Linked DNA regions of Sus scrofa: region 1 is linked to region 2. Evidence: chromatin contacts called from public Hi-C data. All regions are on one chromosome and are shown on one strand. Each heading gives the region's core, a stretch centred on a gene start, on an enhancer-like site or on the middle of the called end of the contact. The rest is flanking DNA. Distances are from core to core; before and after follow the strand shown. Region 1 has its middle 86 kb from the start of C7H6orf223. Region 2 has its middle 87 kb from the start of TRNAV-AAC.

The links. A called contact is a pair of places that touch in the nucleus more often than the background predicts.
Region 1: a contact with region 2 is called in a Hi-C map of liver, with 1.7 times the contacts expected there. The contact joins two enhancer-like sites. A contact is called at or near these places in 1 of 5 promoter capture datasets (liver), 3 of 47 Hi-C or Micro-C datasets (liver and skeletal muscle) and 1 of 2 datasets of contacts at active chromatin or transcription factors (skeletal muscle).

The regions. Positions count from the first base shown.
Region 1 is chr7:38,906,475-38,909,174 of Sscrofa11.1, reverse strand. No RefSeq gene overlaps it. Among named protein-coding and RNA genes, the nearest start is that of C7H6orf223, 86 kb to the left of the region's middle. Within about 2 kb of position 1,439, at least 8 of the 83 cell types and tissues checked have an H3K27ac peak or open chromatin away from gene starts, as enhancers often do. A contact at or near this core is called in liver, where this site is marked.
Region 2 is chr7:38,838,704-38,841,403 of Sscrofa11.1, reverse strand. No RefSeq gene overlaps it. Among named protein-coding and RNA genes, the nearest start is that of TRNAV-AAC, 87 kb to the right of the region's middle. Within about 2 kb of position 1,398, at least 10 of the 83 cell types and tissues checked have an H3K27ac peak or open chromatin away from gene starts, as enhancers often do. A contact at or near this core is called in liver, where this site is marked.

The DNA of each region.
Region 1 (2,700 bases), core at 190-2,689, 68 kb before region 2:
TGAGGACATTCAACTTTTAAATAAAACACCTAGGAATCTGGAATCCCAGCGCTCGAAGGCACCTTAGAATCCTTCCTTCTACAGGTGATGAAAATGGGTTTTGAGAGGAAAAGCGGTAAAGTGGCAGAGAGATTTTTTTCCCCTCCACGTATCCACCTGCTCCTCTACAGTAGGTGGGACCACAATACTAGCTCTGGCCTAGAAGTTGTGAATGGAGATGCTGACTGTTACTTCAGGGGCCAGAGCTTTTGAGAGCCAGTGCAAAGCCCTCCTGCTCTTTTCTGCCCCTGCAGGCACAGCCATGGAAGCCACCTGTTGAAATTTGATGGCTCTGCTATCTAGGGTCCCTAATTGACTCTGCAGAGCAGGGCCTCTGCTAATCTGCCTTGGCCACAGTGTATGAGCAAGAAACAAACCTTCATAGTGTGAATCCATTGAGCTTTCAAGGCTCATTTGTTACTGCAGCACAGCATGGCTTATCCTGACTCACACAGCCAGCCATTTGGTTGGTGCCTTTGGTACCTCATCAGAGTCCCCCAAAACCTGGGGGTATGCTGGCCCAGGCAACACTTGCTTAAGGAGAAAGATCATTTAAACAAAACATCTACTGATACCCACCTGTGTAGGCACAGGGCTTCCATGACCTTGGGGCCTTGTGGACGGGGCAGGGAGGTGGGGCAGGGGCAGTGTCGGTGTCCGGCTCTCTGCTGAACTGTCCGCTCTTGTCACTCACTGGTCCTTATCTTCCCAGGGGACATGTGGAGATTGACATATAACTGAAGCTGACTTTCCCACATTAAAACAATCTTTACGGGATTCTAAGGCAGATCTCCCCGCCCAAATCCAGCCCTCAAAAAGCCCTATAATCCCCACATACCACCCAAAAGTTTTACCTGAGAGGAAGCACATCTCGGAAGCTCTTTTCTAACTTCTTCTGCATCTTTTCTTCAAACTCAAGTCTTGCTTTCTGCTAACTCTGTTCTGTCCAGAGGAGGAAGACACTGGCACCCCCATTGCCTGGAACACAGGCACCTGCCAGGATTTAATAGGCCTTGGCTCCAGCTTGGCCCAGCCTGGCCTCCGACAAGAGGCCACAGGCTCTGGTGAAACATATCCAGTCTCCCAGCCTCTTCACCATGACATCTGGGGGCCTGTTGCAGCCCTCAGGGCAGAGTGTGTGGCTTTTTTTTTTTTTTTTTTCATGAGAAGTGAAGTGATGCTCAAAAGGGCACAAAATCAAGACCTTGACCTCATTAGTGTAATGTTCTGGTCAGCAGGCTTGGGGAACTGTGATGATGTTAATTACGTGCTGATTTAGTTTAATTCCTGTTCTTGTGCAATGCACGTATTTGCCTTTGCCTCCTTTCCCCAGGGGCTGTAGACTCCTCCGGGCTCAGCAGGGGGTGGAGCAGGAGGGGGCAGGACCAGACCAGGGTCACCCAGATCTGGATTCACTTCCTGGCTGCTGTGACCCTGGGTAACCTTCCTGAGTCGGGGATTGAGTAAGGATTATGGGCTTGGCACTGTGCCTAGCACGTAGGAAGCTTGGTAAATTGTAGCTATTATTATCAGACAGTTAATTATTATTTTATGCTATCAACGGAAGGATGATTTTCCATTGTTCCCTCTTGATTCTTGAGAGGCAGTACAGCATAGACCAGGGGTGTTCAATAGAACTTTCTGGGATGATGGAAAGACTCTGGGAGCTACTAGCCATGTGTGACTACTGACCACTTGAAAGGAGGCTGGTGTAATGGAAGAATTGAATTTTTAATTATATTTCTTTTTTTTTTTTTTGGTCTTTTTTTTTGTCTCTTCTGGGGCTGCACCTGTGGCATATGGAGGTTCCCAGGCTAGGGGTCGAATCGGAGCCATAGCCACCAGCCCACACCAGAGCCACAGCAACGCGGGATCCGAGCCACGTCTGTGACCTACACCACAGCTCACAGCAACGCCGGATCCTTAACCCACTGAGCAAGGCCAGGGATCGAACCCACAACCTCATGGTTCCTAGTTGGATTCGTTAACCACTGAGCCAGGACAGGAACTCCACGTTTTTTTTTTTTTTCTTTTTAAGACCGCACCTGCGGCAGATGTAAGTTCCCAGGCTAGGGGTGGAATTGGAACTGCAGCTGTGGGCCTAGGCCACAGCCAGTGCAATGCTGAGCAGTGTCATAGCTCGCGGAAATGCCGGGTCCTTAATCCACATCGGAGGCCAGGGATCACACCCGCATCCTCAGGGACACTATGTCAGGTTCCTAACCCATTGAGCCACAAAGGGAACTCCCGTATTTCATTTTAATTATTTCGAAGTTAAATAATCCCAAGGGTTTAGCAGTTACCTTGTTGGGAAGAGCAGGTGTATAGGGTAAGCATGCAGGCTCTGGTGTAGACCACAGGGTGCCCACCCTGCTTCTTAGCTATAAGCCCCTGGGCCAGTTATGCCACCACTCTGGGCCTCGGCTTCTTTACCTGTAAAATGTATTACGGGACCAACTTCCTAGTGTGGTCGTGAGGATTAGACAGGTCATTCTCCATAAAGGGCCCCGTGGGGCCGTCGTCATTGCCCTGCATAGCACAGGTGTCTGGCCTGTAAGCCATGGGCATCGTGTCTCCCGTCTGGAGGGAACTCCCCACAGCCCCAGCCCAGGGCAGAGCCAACCAGTGTCCACAGACCAGGGAGGAGAGGAGACGCCGAAT
Region 2 (2,700 bases), core at 149-2,648:
GGATTCAAACCCAGCTCCCTCTGGCTTGGAAGTCTTCTGCCTTCCCCACCTTTTGCAGCTGCATAGTTTCGTGACATTGTCCAGTTCCTGTGGCAGCCTACCTTTCCAGAGCTCAATATTAAGAAAGACGCCCAGGGTGGGGGGGGAGTTCCCGTTTGGCTCAGCAGGAATGAACCCGACTAGTACCCACGAGGATGGGGGCTCAATCCCTGGCCTCCATTCATGGGTTAAGGATCTGGTGTTGCTGTGAGCTGTGGTGTAGGTTGCAGATATGGCTCAGATCCTGTGTTGCTATGGCTGTGGCATAGGCCAGCAGCTGCAGCTCCGATTCTAACTCTAGCCTGGGAACCTCCATATGCTATGGGTGTGGCCCTAAAAATACAAAAAAAAAAAAAAAAAAAAAAAAAAAGAGGAAAAGCAGTCCTCTTCTAGGGGTTGGATCACAAGGTCTGAAGCAGGGAGAGAGTGGGGCTAAGATCATGGTAGAATGTGGGTGTTAGGGCTTATCTTCTAAACTGACTTATTCTTCCTTTTTTTTTTTTTTCCTTTTTTAGGGCCACACCTGCGGTATATGGAGGTCCCCAGGCTAGGGGTCCAATTGGAGCTGCAGCTGCCAGCCTACAGCCACAGCAACGCAGGATTTGAAACTGTGTCTGCGACCTACACCACAGCTTACGGCAACACCGGATCCCTAATCCACTGAGTGAGGCCAGGGATCGAACCTGCACCCTCATGGTTCCTGGTGGGATTCATTTCCACTGCGCCACGATGGGAACTCCTAAGCCGACTTCTAAGTCATCCCTGGTCATGCTGTTTCCAGCCTCACGTTCAGGGTACTGTCTCTGCTGAACACCCCCAGCCACTCCTCCCGTCTCATAATCTGAGATTCGGATAGATCTTTATCTCCCTCATGGAGACTTCCTTGCCTTCCTCATGTCCCCCCAAACTAAATTAGGTGACCCTTCTCTGCCCCCTTAATCCCTTGGCTTATGCCACACTAGAGCAAAATGATCTGCTTCTAGACCTGTCCACCTGTCCACACCGTGGACCAGGCCTCTGCCTCTGAAGCCCAGCCCAGCACAGTATGGGGTGCCTAATGGGTGTGCAAGGAATGTTTGTTGAATGAATGCATGAGGAGGAGCGATGCCCTGGGGAGGCGAGCCTAGGCACGTGTGGGATGTTCAGGGGGCCGGGGAAGTCCCAGGCCAGCTAGAGAAGCCAGGGAAACCTGTCCTGCTCTGGGAACACTGGCCTGAGTCAACAAGGTGAAATTTAACTGGGATGCATGAAGCAACTTCCAGGCAGTGTCCAAGAAGGCAATGACTGGGGGGCCTGCAGCCCAGCCCAGGGTAAGGAAGGTCACCTCCTGGCCTCCCCTCAGGAAGGTCTGCCATCCCTGGACCAGCCGGCGAGAGGGCAAGAGTGCGGCCTCCAGAAGCTCCCTGGACCCAGTCCAGCCCTCTCCCCACCCCCACGTCCAGCAGCCCAATACCTCCAACTCCAGGCCCGGAAGTCCATTCACTCTCAGAGGGAAGAATTGAAACCTTAAATAAAGAAAGATTATGTAACCTTCTAGAAGCATGCCAGTGGCAGTGAGCCGGGGAGTGGGGAGGTGACCCGTCCAGCCTCCCTGTCTTCAGCAAGGTCCTCGAAATGACTGAGCACTTCAGCGCCAGATTCTTTTTTTTTTTGAGGGCCGCACCTGTGGCATATGGAGGTTCCCAGGCTAGGGATCAAATCGGAGCTACGGCTGCTGGCCTGCACCACAGCCACAGCACCTGGGGATCTGAGCCGCGTCTACGACCCGCACCCCAGCTCACGGCCAACGCCAGATCCCTAACCCACTGAGCGGGGCCAGGGATCGAACCTGCATCCTCACGGATACGAGCTGGATTCATTTCCACTGTGCCACAACAGGAACCCCCCAGGGCCAGATTCTTGACCAGGGGGCAGCTGGGGGAGAGAGAAGTGTGCTGTCTGCAAAAGCATAATCAATACTGTGATTTAATATTTGCAAAATAAAAACACACACCCTGCTGTTTCCCGGGACCAGCTGCAGGCAAAGTTCCTGGTGGGCCCAACGCTGCAGAGGGGAGGAGGGGCAAAGCACGGGGCCAAGGTTTAAGCCAAGTTCACCTGCACTGCCTCAGTCATGTTTCCCAGGATTGTTTATAGAAAGTTGGTAAGTTATTAATAAACATGGCTGTCATGCATTGTTCCCTTCCTCAGCACTGTACCAAGACAGCATTTTTATATGCATTCTTTTCCTTGGCCTCATTTAATGCATTAATTATGCTTTGCTTTTACACGTCTTTGCTAGAAGCTAATCTTCTGTGTGTTTGCCTGAATTCTCCTACCTTGCCAAGCACATGAAAATGCTTGGGGATGGTTAAACAGCTAAGTTTTACATACTTCTTCTAACAAAACCAGTGTGACTTTAGCTTACTAGTGGTCAGAGATGAGGGAGAACTTTCCTAACTCCCTTGCAAAGCCTTCTTGGGTCTTTTCTGAAAATGGTCACATATACTCTTTTTTTTTTTTTTTTTTTTTTTGGCTGTACCTGTGGCATATGGAGATTCCCAGGAGAGGGACAGAATTGGAGTTGCAGCTGCTGGCCTACACCACAGCCAGAGCAACACAGGATCTGAGATGCATCTGCAACCTACACCACAGTTCATGGCAACGCCAGATTCTTAACCC